Regions from separate parts of the Mus musculus genome. Here region 2 is linked to region 1. The links are chromatin contacts, called in public promoter capture Hi-C maps. All regions are on one chromosome and are shown on one strand. The core of a region is the stretch at or near the end of the contact, and the rest is flanking DNA. Distances in the headings are between cores, read along the strand shown.

Region 1 (6,775 bases), core at 4,250-6,749:
ACATGCTCCATCTTCCTGACTTACTGGGGCTGTATAGGCAGGCAGCTGTCTCTACAGTTTGTCTCAGCTCTAGAAGCTATGTTAGGCTTCCTTTATATTTTCAGTTAATTTTGGTCATTCTGGGACTTTTGACAGAGTTGAAAAACTACTTATAATCTCATAGCCAACCAAGGCTATTTACTTTGAGAGAATAGATTTGAGAGGATGGTTTTCAAATGGCATACTATCTAAAGCCAGGACATAAGTCAAGGTAGAATAATATTAGTCTTTTAATTTAGGATAGATGACAATATTCTATCTTAATGACATAAATGATGAACTGGACTGGGTGTTAGGTCTATCTTATACATTACAAAATGGTAGTAGTTATACTCTATATTTGAGAGAAAGGTTCTGTTTTTTAATAGAACAGAAAGGGGAAGTATTGTGGATGGACCTGGTGCTGTTTGTATGTTGATACTAATTCTGCTCTCCTGGGAGAGTTTGTGGACAAGAAGTGAGTCATACTCAGGTGACTTCTTGTGAACCAATCCCCTAATGAATAAAGGAGCCAATCACTGGGCAAGTAGGTGGGACTCCTGGGTGGAAGAGGGGAAGCAGAATAAAGGCCCTTTTGGACAGGGATAGCATGAGGACAAGATGTAGCTATGAGTGTCTCCTGGTTTCAAAGGCGACCTGTCAGGATTTGCCACCAAAGGATTTAGATTTAATAAGGCTTACAAGTTAGAATTTTAGTTGTTATGCCCAGCTATTGAGCTACTGTTGTTTTGGGGGGGAAAGAGAGAAAAAAAGAGTTGCCTTAGTCATGGTATCTGTTCACAGCAGTAAAACCCTAACTAAGGCAGTTTATACAGGTGGAAATCCATAATGAGGTCATAAGTGAGAAAGGGAGAACTACAGGGTGGTTGGCCTATTTCCAAGTTTTTCTACTAGTTTAGACATAACAGTTTAAGCTGCCCTCTATCTTGCTTGGCTGTGAGTGATGGCTATGGTTGGGGAATTTCCAAGAAGAAGAAAAAGAAGAGGAGGAGAAAGAGAAAGAGAAGAAGACCTCAGAATATATGGTCAACTTGACCTTGCTCTGAGCCAAACTATTTTTCTATGTCTATAGTCAAGCTGCTTTTCTGTTGCCAATATGGGTTGTCTGACAGGCATGAAACAGAAGAGTTAAAGCTAAGCTAGCAGGCTTTATCAATTACGATTATTATTATTTTGGTATTTTATACCTTACTCTTAATAGCCATAATGGCTTTCTGTACCCATTCAAAGAAAGAATGGATTGAGAAGATAGTAGAAGAAAAATTACAGAGACTTATAAGTGAAAATAAAAAAAAAATACTCAGACACAGATGGAGAAACTTAGACAAGCCTTAGAAAGACCTAAGAAATATACTCAGACACAGACAGAGGAATTTAAACAAGAGCCTACCATGCCACTGAATAATGAAACTGAAAAGGGTCCGCCCAAGATTGTTAGAAAACCAGCCTTAGTTTATTCAGGAGATGATAGGTACTTCCAAGGTTATAATAAAATTAAATGTAATCCTATAGACATACTAGATTTGTAGAGATTTAAGGAAGCAGACCTTTCCTATGGAATTCATTCATCCTATGTGAAGCAAATATTAAATTCATGGACAACTGAGAACAGAATTATCCCCCAAGACTGGAAAGATTTGACAATAGCAATATTGAAAGCTTGTCCTCAGTTATAATGGTGAATGGGGTGAAAAGAGGATGCCAGGGTCATTGAGCCACAAAATCGGGTCTAAGGTATTAATATTTCCCAGGATCATTTGATAGGTAAAGGTCAATATGCTGAGCTACAAAGCCAGCTTGAATTTGATGATCATATCTTGGCATCTTAGTTAGGGTTTTACTGCTGTGAACCATTGCAAGTCTTATAAGAACAACATTTAATTGGGGCAGCTTACAGATTCAGCATTTCAGTCCATTATCATTAAGGCGGGAGCATGGCAGCATCTAGGCAGACACAGTGCAGGAGGAACTAAAAGTTCTACATCTTCATCTGAAGGCTGCTAGCAGAATACTCCCTTCCAGGCAGCTAGGGTGAGGGCTTATAGCAGACACAGTGACATACCTACTCCAACAGGGTCACACCTTCTAATCGTGCCACTGCTTTGGCTGAGCATATACAAACCATCACACTTGGCGTTATGTTGTTTAGCAGCTTTAAATGCTTGGGATAAAGTTGAAGAATCAGGAAAGAGATATTAGTCATTTACTAGAATTATGCAAGGCCCAAAAGAAACTCTCAATGGTTTTTTTGCAAAGATTGATTTCAGCAGTAAATAGATTAATATCAGAATCAGAAGTTAGAAAAATACTGATTGGAACTTTGGCTTTTGAAAATGCTACTTCAGAATGAAAAAGAGAGATTAAACCTTTAAAGGAAAGAGCAGTACCAATATAGGAATGGGTTAGAAATACAGCTGATACTGGATCTCAAGTTTATGATGCTAATCTGATAAGAGAAGTAATTTCTAAGTTTTATGAAAAATAAAAATGGCAGATGTTTTAGTTATCATAAGCAGGGTCGTTTGAAAAGGAATTGTAGGCAAAGCATTCCTAGAAACAATGTGGTTTTGGGGGTTTTTTTGGGGGGGTGGGTTTTGGGTTTTGGGTTTTTATTTTTGGCTCTTTTAGGAATAATCCAAAAAGAAGGTCTCAACCTTCAGGAGTATATAGAAATTGTGGCAAAGGCCAGCACTGGACTAACAAATGCAGATCAACAAGGGATAAGCAAAGTAACCCTTGGCCATCAAGGACATGCACAAGAGGGCCTCTCGAAGACCCTGATATAAAATTTGATTTAATCATTCCCTCTCAGCATCAGAGAAACTCAGCCACAGAGCAATTAAAAGATTTAATGCCTATTGTTTAAAACAACACTTCTCTGGGTAATCAAGGTCAAAACACCTTTAGTGGCTAAAACAAAAAATTCAGGAGAGATCAAAAGCAAGTGTTTTGGCAAACTACTATAAATGATCAGAGACCTAAGCTGAAAATACAAATAAATGGCATTGAAATTGAAGGCTTAGTAGACATGGGAGCAGATGTATCAATAATTTCACCAAAATCTTGACATCCAGATTGGCCTTTTCAGGGGGTAAATGTTAGAACTTTATCTCAGGTGAAACAAAGATGGATGGAGTGTATAGGGCCAGAAGGATAAATAGATAAATTAAAGTCATGTGTGGCTACTATAGCCAAGAATTTATAAAAGTGTGATTTACTGAAGCAATGGAAAACACAGATTAACATTCCTCCAAACTCAGAAATAAACCATAAAATAAAGAATGCTTCTGAGAAGAGTATTGTAAAATATTATCAAGAACAGTCACAGTCTGTCCAGGTTGTCAATAAGCAGGACAGGAATATAAGAATTACAATGATTCAAATTTTTAAAGCGGCTTGGGAAAGACAGGCTGAAATTCAAAATGAAAGTCTTCTATGGTCTAAAAATAAATACATGTAAACTTTGAATATATATAGAGGGAGTAGGAGAAATAGGTGTATTTATCCATTAAGGTATATTTAGTTTCAAGTTTTCAAAAGAATTTCTTATTTCAATTGAAATGTATTTTTTTCTATTACCAGAAAGCATTTTACCCTAGAAAAGATATAACCTGCAAAAAAAAAAAAAAAAAAAAAAAAAAGGAAGGGAGAAAGTCCAGGCCTGTCCTCTCTCCTGCTCAGTCATTGGCTGGTCAACTCTTATTGACAAATCAGAGACTAAATGGGGAGCAATGCTTATGCAACACTGAAGCAGAAGATACTTAGAATAAGCATTACAATGCCCTGTCTGGATTGCAACTAGATATGGGGACAGAGAAATCAGCTTTTGAATAATAGAAGGATAATCTTTACACGGTATACAATAAAAATTATGCCTACAAGGTTCAACTACATAGTAAGTTTGAGGCCAGAGTGTAATGTATGAGACCATCTCAATTTCTTTTTAACTAGAGCAAATTCAAACTCCTCTCTATAGCAGAGCCACTCTTAGAGCCTCACATTCTGATGTAAAGTCTCTCGAAGAAAGAGAAAGGGGTGAAGATATCACTAGTGGGAAAGCATAGAATACTGTGGAAGGAGGTGGACAGGCAACCAAGACTGGGTAATACCAGACCTGATGCTCTGGTTTCCAGAATCAAAGGCTGGTCCCTTCTCCAACATCTCTTTTGCATATGATCTTTCTTCAAGCAGAAATCTCTAATTATGTAGCAAATAAACACAATAAATGAAACCCACCCCAATGAGGACAAGACAAATCTACTCAAACCTTGCTAATGCAAAGGAACCAACCAGCCACTGGTTTTGGTAGAGACTCAGAAGCAGGCAAACGGGTAGGAAAGGGCTCTATGGGGAAACAGGCTGTGTCCTGTTTGGATGCTCTTGGCCTAGGGAAGCTAGGGATAGACTAACTAGAAAAGATGGCCCTTTGTGATGGTTAGGGGAATCAGATACAACTTTTCTCTAGTTGGTGGTAAGATGGAAACAAGAAAAAATATTAGGAAAATTGGCACTTACCCACCGGGTCCTGACCATTTGAAGCCATCTTTATTGAGGTTTATTGAGGTCTACAGAAGTAATGGTTGGGAAGTCTTACACAAGGTCAGCCCTTTTCATTAACATATGAGCCTGGGTTGCCCCACCTTAAAGAGAGAAGGACTTGCAAAATGAAAGTCTATCTTTGACACCAACTCATCTAGCCAATAAACAGTACAAAGCGATTGATAACGAAAATAAAATATTGCTTCAGTAAATTTAAAATTAGAAAACAAAGGTTGTGAGAAAAAAACAAACTCATAATTCAAGTAAAATTGCTTTACATAATAAAGCAGGGCATTCTTCCTAGGTGTCACTGCTACAGAAACCTGTAGATGTCACTGGCATCTGTTCTCCCTCTTTGACTATCAGAACAAAACTAGACTCTAGGATCCCTTTGGTGAATACGAAGTGTTTGGTCTTCTACCCCTGCCGCCACAACTGCTGGAAGCAAGGAAAGAAGAAATGTCAACAAAAAGAGGGCACTGAGAGATGAAAGGATTTAGAGCTGGCATCCCTAGACTTAGAGGAGGAGAGGAGCTGGGATTTCTGGGCTCTCAGAGTGTCTAATGAACAGAATCTGTCAAATTAGAGGCAGAGGTATACTTTATTTTCTTCTCTTCCGAAAGATTAAGATGGGGAACTTAAAGGGAAAAGGTTTTAATGTAGCATTCTAACTAGCAAGACTTAAGAGCATGCGATAATTTCAAGGCAAAGGAGACAAAGGGTCCCGCGTGCTACTAGGGAAGTAGAAAAGCAATGTTATTCTAGATCTGGAGTCCCGGAAGGCTGGTGCGCAGCGCTAGGGACCCCGGGGCTTTACGGTAACTCAGCAGCGCCCCGGGCCCCCACCCTCGTGCGCAAGCGCGGAACCGTTGCCTGCAGAGCGGTTGCAGGCGGAGCGGTTTGCTGCCTGGTGGCTTGGCCAGTTTGACATCATGGCGTGCGCCCGCGGCACCGTGGCGCCGCCAGTCCGAGGTATGGGAAAAGAAACAAGAACAAAAATGTAGGATTTACCAGAGACGAGGAGCTCAGGTCCGAAGGACGTGGGGAAGTCCAGTCCTCAGGGTACCCCGGACCCTAGGTGGAGTGAACTGGAACAGAGAGCACGGACCCCGGGAAACTGAGGCACAGAGAGATTCCTGGGAGGAGGGCTGGAGCTCTGATACATGCGACCTCAGTACTGGCGCCGAAATAGAGGCTGGTGTTCTCTGGGGAAACTGAGGCTGAGGGGTAGCGCTGTGGCACAAGCGCAGGCTCGGAGTCTTGACACCAGGCTTTCTGAGCCACAGATGCCCCTGCCAGGTCGGAGTGGGAGAGCATGGGGAGGAATGCTGGGAGGCTTGGGTCGCTTTGGGGTTTTGTAACAAAACTCTCACTGAGCGGGGGGGGGGGGGGGGGGGGGACGGACGACACTGAACGGAAACAACTTTGACGCTGCTGCTCACTTGAGTTGGTTCCCTTGGACCGGTACAAAATGACACTCGCCTCTTCCTGATGCCTAGCCTCCATCGATGTGAGTCTCGTGGTGGTAGTCCATGGTGGCGGAGCAAGCAACATCTCAGCCAACCGGAAAGAGCTGGTGCGCGAGGGCATCGCCAGAGCGGCAACCGAGGGCTACAAAATCCTCAAGGCGGGAGGGAGCGCGGTAGATGCTGTGGAAGGAGCCGTGACTGTCCTGGAAAACGACCCAGAGTTCAACGCAGGTAAATTATGCTTGCCAGGTGAATAATGCCAAATCGGAGCAAGTTCCTGTCCACACCGACGCGGTATCCTTCAGTCTGACTGGCTTTGTGGTCAAATAATACTCTAGAGCAAGATGCAGTGCTGAATTTCCTCATTTTGCACTAAGCAACTTGTTTTGAGAATTTTTTTTAAGTCTGTTAATTCGCCTTTTATATAGCCTGCCCCCTAAGAATTCAATACTAAAAGCCAGGCATCTTGTTGGAGAGCCCTCCATAGCCTGAAACCATCTTCAAGCCTCAGCCTTCCAAGTGCTGGCTTTACAGGTGTAGACTTTTGGTATTTGTGGGTCTTGAGGTAGACTCTACATACCATAAAATGTAGCCATTTCGGCTTTGAGACCTGTGTGTACATTCCCTCCCTCTACCCCTCTGCATCTGTGTGTTTTCTCTGCCTCCCCCAAATTAAGCTCAAAAATCTTGAAACAGATGCTGGGAGAATCTTTTATTATAATATCCGG
Region 2 (6,458 bases), core at 1,390-3,889, 360 kb after region 1:
TGGCCTTGTTAGGTCCCTCAGCCCCTTCCCTCTGCTACTTCGTGGCTGGGGCTTCAGGCATCTTGGCACTCTACTGCCTTCTGCTTCTCTTCTTCTGGGTCTACAGCAGCTGCATCGAAGACTCCCACAGGTGATTGCCCTACTGATGACAAAGGGCCGAGGTTGAGATGAGTCCCACCTCGGCCACCAAGCTTGTTTTCTCTTTCTCAGAGGTTCTATAGGGCTCCGAATTGCTTTGGCCATCTCAGCTACAGCCATCTTCCTGATCTTAGTGTCTGCCTGTATACTTCGATTTGGCACCAATTCTTTCTGCAATTCCATCATCTCCTTGAACCTTACAATTAGGTAACGGGAGAGGGAGGGAAGCCTGACAGGGACTGTCCTTCTGTAGGGGACATGTCAGTCATTTAAGTTCCTACTTTATCCCCTTCCTCTGGCCCTTATCTCTGAGGACACAGATGTGCTTAGAGCATGTCCGTCTCCTCCCCGCCCCTTCTCACAACTTGTTTCTTTAACCTTGTTTCACAGCTGCTCTGAAGCCCAGAAAACCTCATGGACACCTTCAGGAACTGCTGTGCAGTTTTACTCCAACCTACATACTGCTGAAGTGAGACACAGGGATACGCTAAGATTAAGCAACTGTAGCTTAAGCGTGTTCACCATGTAATATGTGCTTGGCTGTACTTCATTCACAAGCTCAAAGTAGCTATGGGGCTTGTCACCTTAGTCTGATCAATGTTGTGTGGGTAGGACTGGATTGGAGCCGGCTTCCCACCTCATACTCCTGTTCTCTTTCACAGACCTCTTCTTGGGTGAATCTGATATTGTGGTGTCTGGCTTTGCTGCTCCAGGCCATGCAGTGCAAGTTTAAAGCCACATCATACCAGCCCCAAGAGAGGGGTGACCAAGAGTGGAGCTCTGAGACAGATGCTCTTGTTGGGCACCACCAGTCTCACTCCTGAAGAATACTCAAGTGCTTTCTACAACCAGAACCTCCATGCCCCAGTGCTTTTAATCCTCTTGTCTCTGTACAGCCCTGTTTATATTAGAAACCTCAGTTTTCTCCTTAAACTTTTTTGTACCAAAATAATATATTACTTTTCTTCATCATGGCATGGATTTCTTGATGTTAAATAGATGAGAGAGAGGACAGAATGATGGCTTAAGTAGGCATGTATCAAGCCTTTTGGAAGAGATTTATTGGCTGTTAGTGAATTCTGGGCACCTTTTTATTGTCCTGGTAGTCTCCTCATCCCTAAGGGTTTTGCATCGTCTGAGAAGGGTAAGCCATTTTTCACAGGCTCCGGTAGGCACCCACAGTGTTATCAAAGAGTTGAGTGTTGGGAAAGTGTCCAGCTTTGTCCAAAAGGAAGTAGAAGCGCCGGCCTTTGACTTTCAGAGGCAGCATAGCAGGAACTTCACCTCTGTGAGCCATGCAGGAAATCTGGTTCAAGGGAACTGTGAAACAGGTACCCAAGCCAAAGGGGGCATAGGTGGTCAATGTCACCTGCTGCCCTCCTGCAAGGAGCATGACAGACCGCACAGATCGGAGTGAGTAGAGGAGACCAGCACCAAGGACCAAGACTCCTGCAGGGAGGCAAAGTGGGGTAAAAGGTTATACAGACACCCCCACCCCCACCCCTTAGAGTCAAATTACTGTAATGGAAGTAACAGTTTTGAGCAATTACACTCTAAAACTCTAAAAGGTTCCTAAATCCTTTTTTTTTTTTTTTTTTTTAAGAAAGGTAGCTAGGCAGTGGTGGTGCACGCAATCACTAGGGAGGCAGAAACAGTTGAATCTCTGACCCAGCCTGGTCTACAGAGTGAGTTCCAGGGCAGCCAGAGCTGAGAAACCGTGTCTTGAAAAAACAGACAGGGTCTATTATTCCATGCTGGCTGCAAGCTTGCTATATGTTCAATAACTTTTAATTTGTGATCTTCTGTCCAAATCCAGATTACATCTGGATGCCATCATATATGTTAGGCAGTGTTGGGTTCTAAACCCTAGACCTCATGCATACTAGGCAAGCAGTCTTAGAAACCAAACTGAGCCACGTCCCCCACCCCATCGACATTTTTATAGATAGCCAGCTCTATTGTTAAACGGAGAAAATGCATTTGTGGCTTCAAAAACCTGCTCGTGGCTAGTATGAGGGGCAGATCTTGGCCTACTGTATGCAGGGTGAGGGTGCAAGGCATTCAGGGACTTTATTACACCGCACCCATATCGTGTGTCCCACTTACTTTTTTGGAAGCCCCTTTTTGCTAAGTGAGCGTTGTGCTCACAGCCCCACAGCAATCTGGAGCCCAAGCGCTTACCCATCGTGCCGCAACCAACAGCCAGCCCGTAGCGCCAGAGTGCGGAGCGCAGGTCCTGGTAGCTCCGGTTCGGAGCCTCCGCAGGTACTCGGCTCAGAGGTCTGGACAAGGCTGCAACAGCCAGGGAGGTCCAGAAGATGCCCTGACCCGCACAAAACAGTCCAAGGATGGCAAAGAAGCGGCCCCGCTCGTGCCGGAAGAGCAGCACATCCCGTGGGACGCCATTTTGCAAATACCGGGGCACATTTTGGGACCGCAGCACAGACAAAAGGTGGCTGACATTCCGCAGCGGCACAGACGCCACCATGGCGGCGCACTTCCGTCTCCGGGGCGGGACTTCCTATCACGGCGAACTTGCCCACCCCTCCTGCATTGAGGGAAACAAGCCAGTAATGGGACACAAACTACAATATCACTCTTTATCTTAAAAAGTAAAGGGAATCCTGGGGTTAAGTACACAGAGCACCTAAGTCCTTCGGGTAGTTTAGTGTCAGCTCTACAAAGTAAGCTTTGGCTTCCTGGCACCATGAGGCTCAATCTTCCGGAAGTCTTCTCTAAGTCTTCCAGAAGGTAGGTGAGGAGGATGAAGCAGCCCTTCCTCCTCAGTCACAGTTACAGGGTGGCCTCGGGCTGGACAGGAGACGGCAGATGACAGCCAGACAATATTATCCAGGGGCTATTTACAAGGGGACTTTTCTTGTGATCATTTCATAAACGCTACTTCTGGAATCTCTCCCTTGGCCTGCAGAAAGATAAAATGTAAGTAGAACCAGGCACCTCTCTCCCACCTTCCCTGCCCAGCTACTGTAGACTCCCTGGCTGTCCTGGCATTCTCTATGTAGACCAGGCTAGCCTCAAACTCAGAGATCTGGCTCCCTCCTTCCTCCCAAATGCTGGATTAAAAGGCAAGTATCACCACACCCAGCCTTCATCTGACCCTTGTTAAAGGCTCAAGAGATCCATTTTTAGCAATAAAAAAAATTCCCATACTTTACCTTGAGAAGAGTGAAGGCCTGAGCAGATCTGGTGTAGTCCCAGTTATTGTCTTGAAGGCACCTAGAGTATGATTAAAATAGGAAGCCACATAAGAACCAAAATGCAGTCAGTCACCAAAATCCAACCTATAGAAAAAGTCACCAATGTTTTTCATTAAGTTTACACAGGGTCACACCACTTGTACAAATGAAACATAAAATGTTTACCAAAAACAACCAACGTGTAGTTTTACACTGGTAGGGAAGGATTTACACGGTTTAAAAACTATGTTCCAGCTGGGCAAGGCTTTTAATCCTATCACTCTGGAGAAGCTGAAGCAGGGAGGTATCTGTTTGAGGTAAACCTGGACTACAAAGTGACTTCCAAGCAGCGAAGGCACAAGTGAGACCCTGACTCAAATATAGAACCATATATAAAAAGACTTTGGTACTAGGTATGCACCTATAGTTCTAGCTCCCTTGGAATGCTCAGGCTCACTGGAATCTAGGACTTGGTAAGGAGTTGAGCCGGGTGTGGTGGCACATGCCTTTAATCCCAGCACTCGGGAGGCAGAGGCAGGGGGATTTCTGAGTTCGAGGCCAGCCTGGTCTACAGAGTGAGTTCCAGGACAGCCAGAGCTATACAGAGAAACCCTGTCTCGAAAAAACAAAAAACAAAACAAACAAAAGCCAAAGATGGCGTGGTGGCACACACCTTTAATCCCGGCAGGCGGATCTCTGAGTTCGAGGCCAGCCTGGTTTACAAAGTGAGTTCCAGGACAGCCAGGGAAAACAGAGAAACTGTCTCAAAAAAAACCCAACCAACCAACAACAAAACTTGGCAGCCAGGTCTGCTGGCTCATGCCTTTAATGCCTTCAAGGCCAGACAAGAGTACATAGTAAGACCGTGTTTGAAAAGGGCTCAGTGGCAGCGACTGTGCAGCATATGTGAAGTCTAGGTCTAATCTGTAATTCCAATTGGGGAAGAGGGGAGCCACAGGTAGCTAGGAAGGGGACAGAAAACCAAATCTTCATTTGTGCTTTAAATATTTAAAAATAACCTATGCAGAATTCTTAGTAGGAATCTTTTTATCAAAGCACTATATAATTCACTGTCAGGCCATCCCCTTGTTCCTCCTATCTATGATCAGCACTCACTTCTGAGACCACTCAAGGTTCATGCCAGACTGGGTAGAAAATGCTTGCAACATTTCCTGCTGTTCTGGGGAAAGCGTGGGTACTGGACTGGAGGAAGGTGTGGGTGCAGACATGGCGAAGGCTCTTTGGATTTCTTCAGGGCTGGCATTCCGCACAAATAATTCATCATTTACAATACATAGCCTTGGAGACAAAAAAAAAAAAATCTTAAATAAATGGACAAATAACCTCACCTTTCTACACTGTCTCTGTTTGCAGATCTGTTTAATATCCACATGCCCCTCTCAAGTTACCTTTTCTCATTTATCCTTGACTATAGACGAGGCGTTTAGGATTATCTTACAAACACACTAGAATTATATACTCACTCTCTAACATACTGATAGTTGTTAGTTACTTAATACACTTCTATTGCTTTTCTGCAATTTCCAAAACTACCTGAGGAATATCTTTACCTTCCAACTATCATATTGCTTTCCTGGCACTGAAAATAGTACCCAAACTGATAAGTTGAGTACGTACCCTGAATTGCTGGCAGGAACAGCAATGAACGTTCTTGTGAAAGCACGTAAAGAATCTCGAGACTTCCCATCCACTGCAATGAGAATGAGCAATGGCTCCTTATAGTCACTCAAGCTCCATCTTCACAATCATCATTTACATCATGGTATTTGATACAAAGAACCCTAACTTGGCCAGTTGGTTACTTGGTCATAAGGGAACAGAGGTAGGAGAAAGGGACATATCAGGGCAGGGGGGATGGTAACAGAACTTGCTGTGTGCTCTAGGAAGTGAAACAACTTAGAAAGTGTTAGCCTATGGCCTGGCAAAGTGTCTCAAGTCATTTCACTACCTGAAGTATCACTGTGCAAGAGTATTATGAAATCATCTAACAAAACAGAAAAAAAAGAATGCATGACTCAAAGGTACAACTTTCCCAGATCCAGAGAATTAACACAGGGATGGAAATGGATACCTCTTAACTCAACCTACACTGTTATGGTCCCCAGGCAGATAAGACATACTGCAGATAAGACAGGTGGAAGAGTTTTAAGGCCAAACCAAGATGGACTGGGCAAAATAGGAAGGCGGTCAGAGAAGAAAAGGGATGAGAAGATAGCTGGGAAACTAAGATACTGGGAAAGGTTCAGAACTAAAAATTCTTACCTTCCTTGAAGACTCCATTGACAGAAAAACACAGTAATGTGCTCTGAAAGAGAAAAAGCAACAGAAGTAATGGAGGTTTCCAACTAGAGCCTGAGCCGCCTCATGCAGTGAATGCTGAGCCCATTATCCACCCCACTTCTGGGCTTCTGTTAGGAGAGAACAGGCACTTACTGTTTGGGCACTTATATCTACCACGAAGGCGTTAACGTCATGTTGAGTTTTGGGTAACTCATTGAGGAAGGCAACGACATTAAGACGTGTATGCTTTAAGAGTCGGAACCGCTGGGCTACAAGCAGAAGGAAGAGAAACCAAGGTTAGGGCACATCTACACTGGCTAGCTCTACTGACTGTTTCCCATTTGGACTGCTCACACAATGTACTTACTGGGTTCTTTAAGCTTCTTCACATTTCTGCTGTCTTTGACATATTCAGCTAAGTTTTTTCTGGAAAATAAGAGGGAACGATGTGGTGGTCAGAACAGTGGCCTGTATCTCCCACAGAATCCCGTGGTTCTGGATAGGTTCTGACATGTGACACTTACCGGACAGGATTCTGAGGGTTGTAAGGAATGCTTAGCGAGCAACAGGCGCCATCATGGTAGGCATACAGGAGACCCTGGCGGTCTCCTGAGTCATAAATTACATAGTACCTGTAAAGAAAGTTAGAGTCACACCAGTAAGTATGCATAGGCCAGTCATTATCCCCAGCACTATGGGACCCTGGGATACTCACTGCTGCAAGAAGCGCAGGACCAGACTCTTTAGGTTCTCGGTTCCAAAATAGCTTCCCTGAAATCAAACAAGAAATTAAGATCACAGGACCAATATGCTCCCCACTCA

The links. Capture Hi-C pulls out chosen DNA fragments and counts their contacts.
Region 2: a promoter capture Hi-C map of liver shows a contact between it and region 1. A contact is called at or near these places in 6 of 39 promoter capture datasets (the C10 cell line, cranial neural crest, hematopoietic stem and progenitor cells and 3 more), 5 of 130 datasets of targeted methods (bone marrow-derived macrophages, double positive thymocytes, embryonic stem cells and 2 more) and 2 of 9 other capture datasets (adipose tissue and liver).

The regions. Positions count from the first base shown.
Region 1 is chr19:9,134,290-9,141,064 of GRCm38.p6, reverse strand. It overlaps Asrgl1 (asparaginase like 1), which reads left to right and starts at 5,499. Exons shown (of 7, transcript NM_025610.3): 1 at 5,499-5,550; 2 at 6,078-6,278. The coding sequence starts at 5,511.
Region 2 is chr19:8,767,177-8,773,634 of GRCm38.p6, reverse strand. It overlaps Tmem223 (transmembrane protein 223), which reads right to left and starts at 2,639. Exons shown (of 2, transcript NM_025791.1): 1 at 2,320-2,639; 2 at 1,160-1,587. The coding sequence starts at 2,626. The coding sequence ends at 1,295. Nxf1 (nuclear RNA export factor 1) reads right to left here. Exons shown (of 21, transcript NM_016813.2): 13 at 6,352-6,407; 14 at 6,161-6,268; 15 at 6,004-6,062; 16 at 5,790-5,905; 17 at 5,619-5,661; 18 at 4,974-5,046; 19 at 4,452-4,634; 20 at 3,315-3,375; 21 at 2,725-3,061. The coding sequence ends at 3,023. It overlaps Tmem179b (transmembrane protein 179B), which reads left to right. Exons shown (of 5, transcript NM_026325.3): 2 at 1-130; 3 at 211-345; 4 at 529-607; 5 at 801-1,113. The coding sequence ends at 962.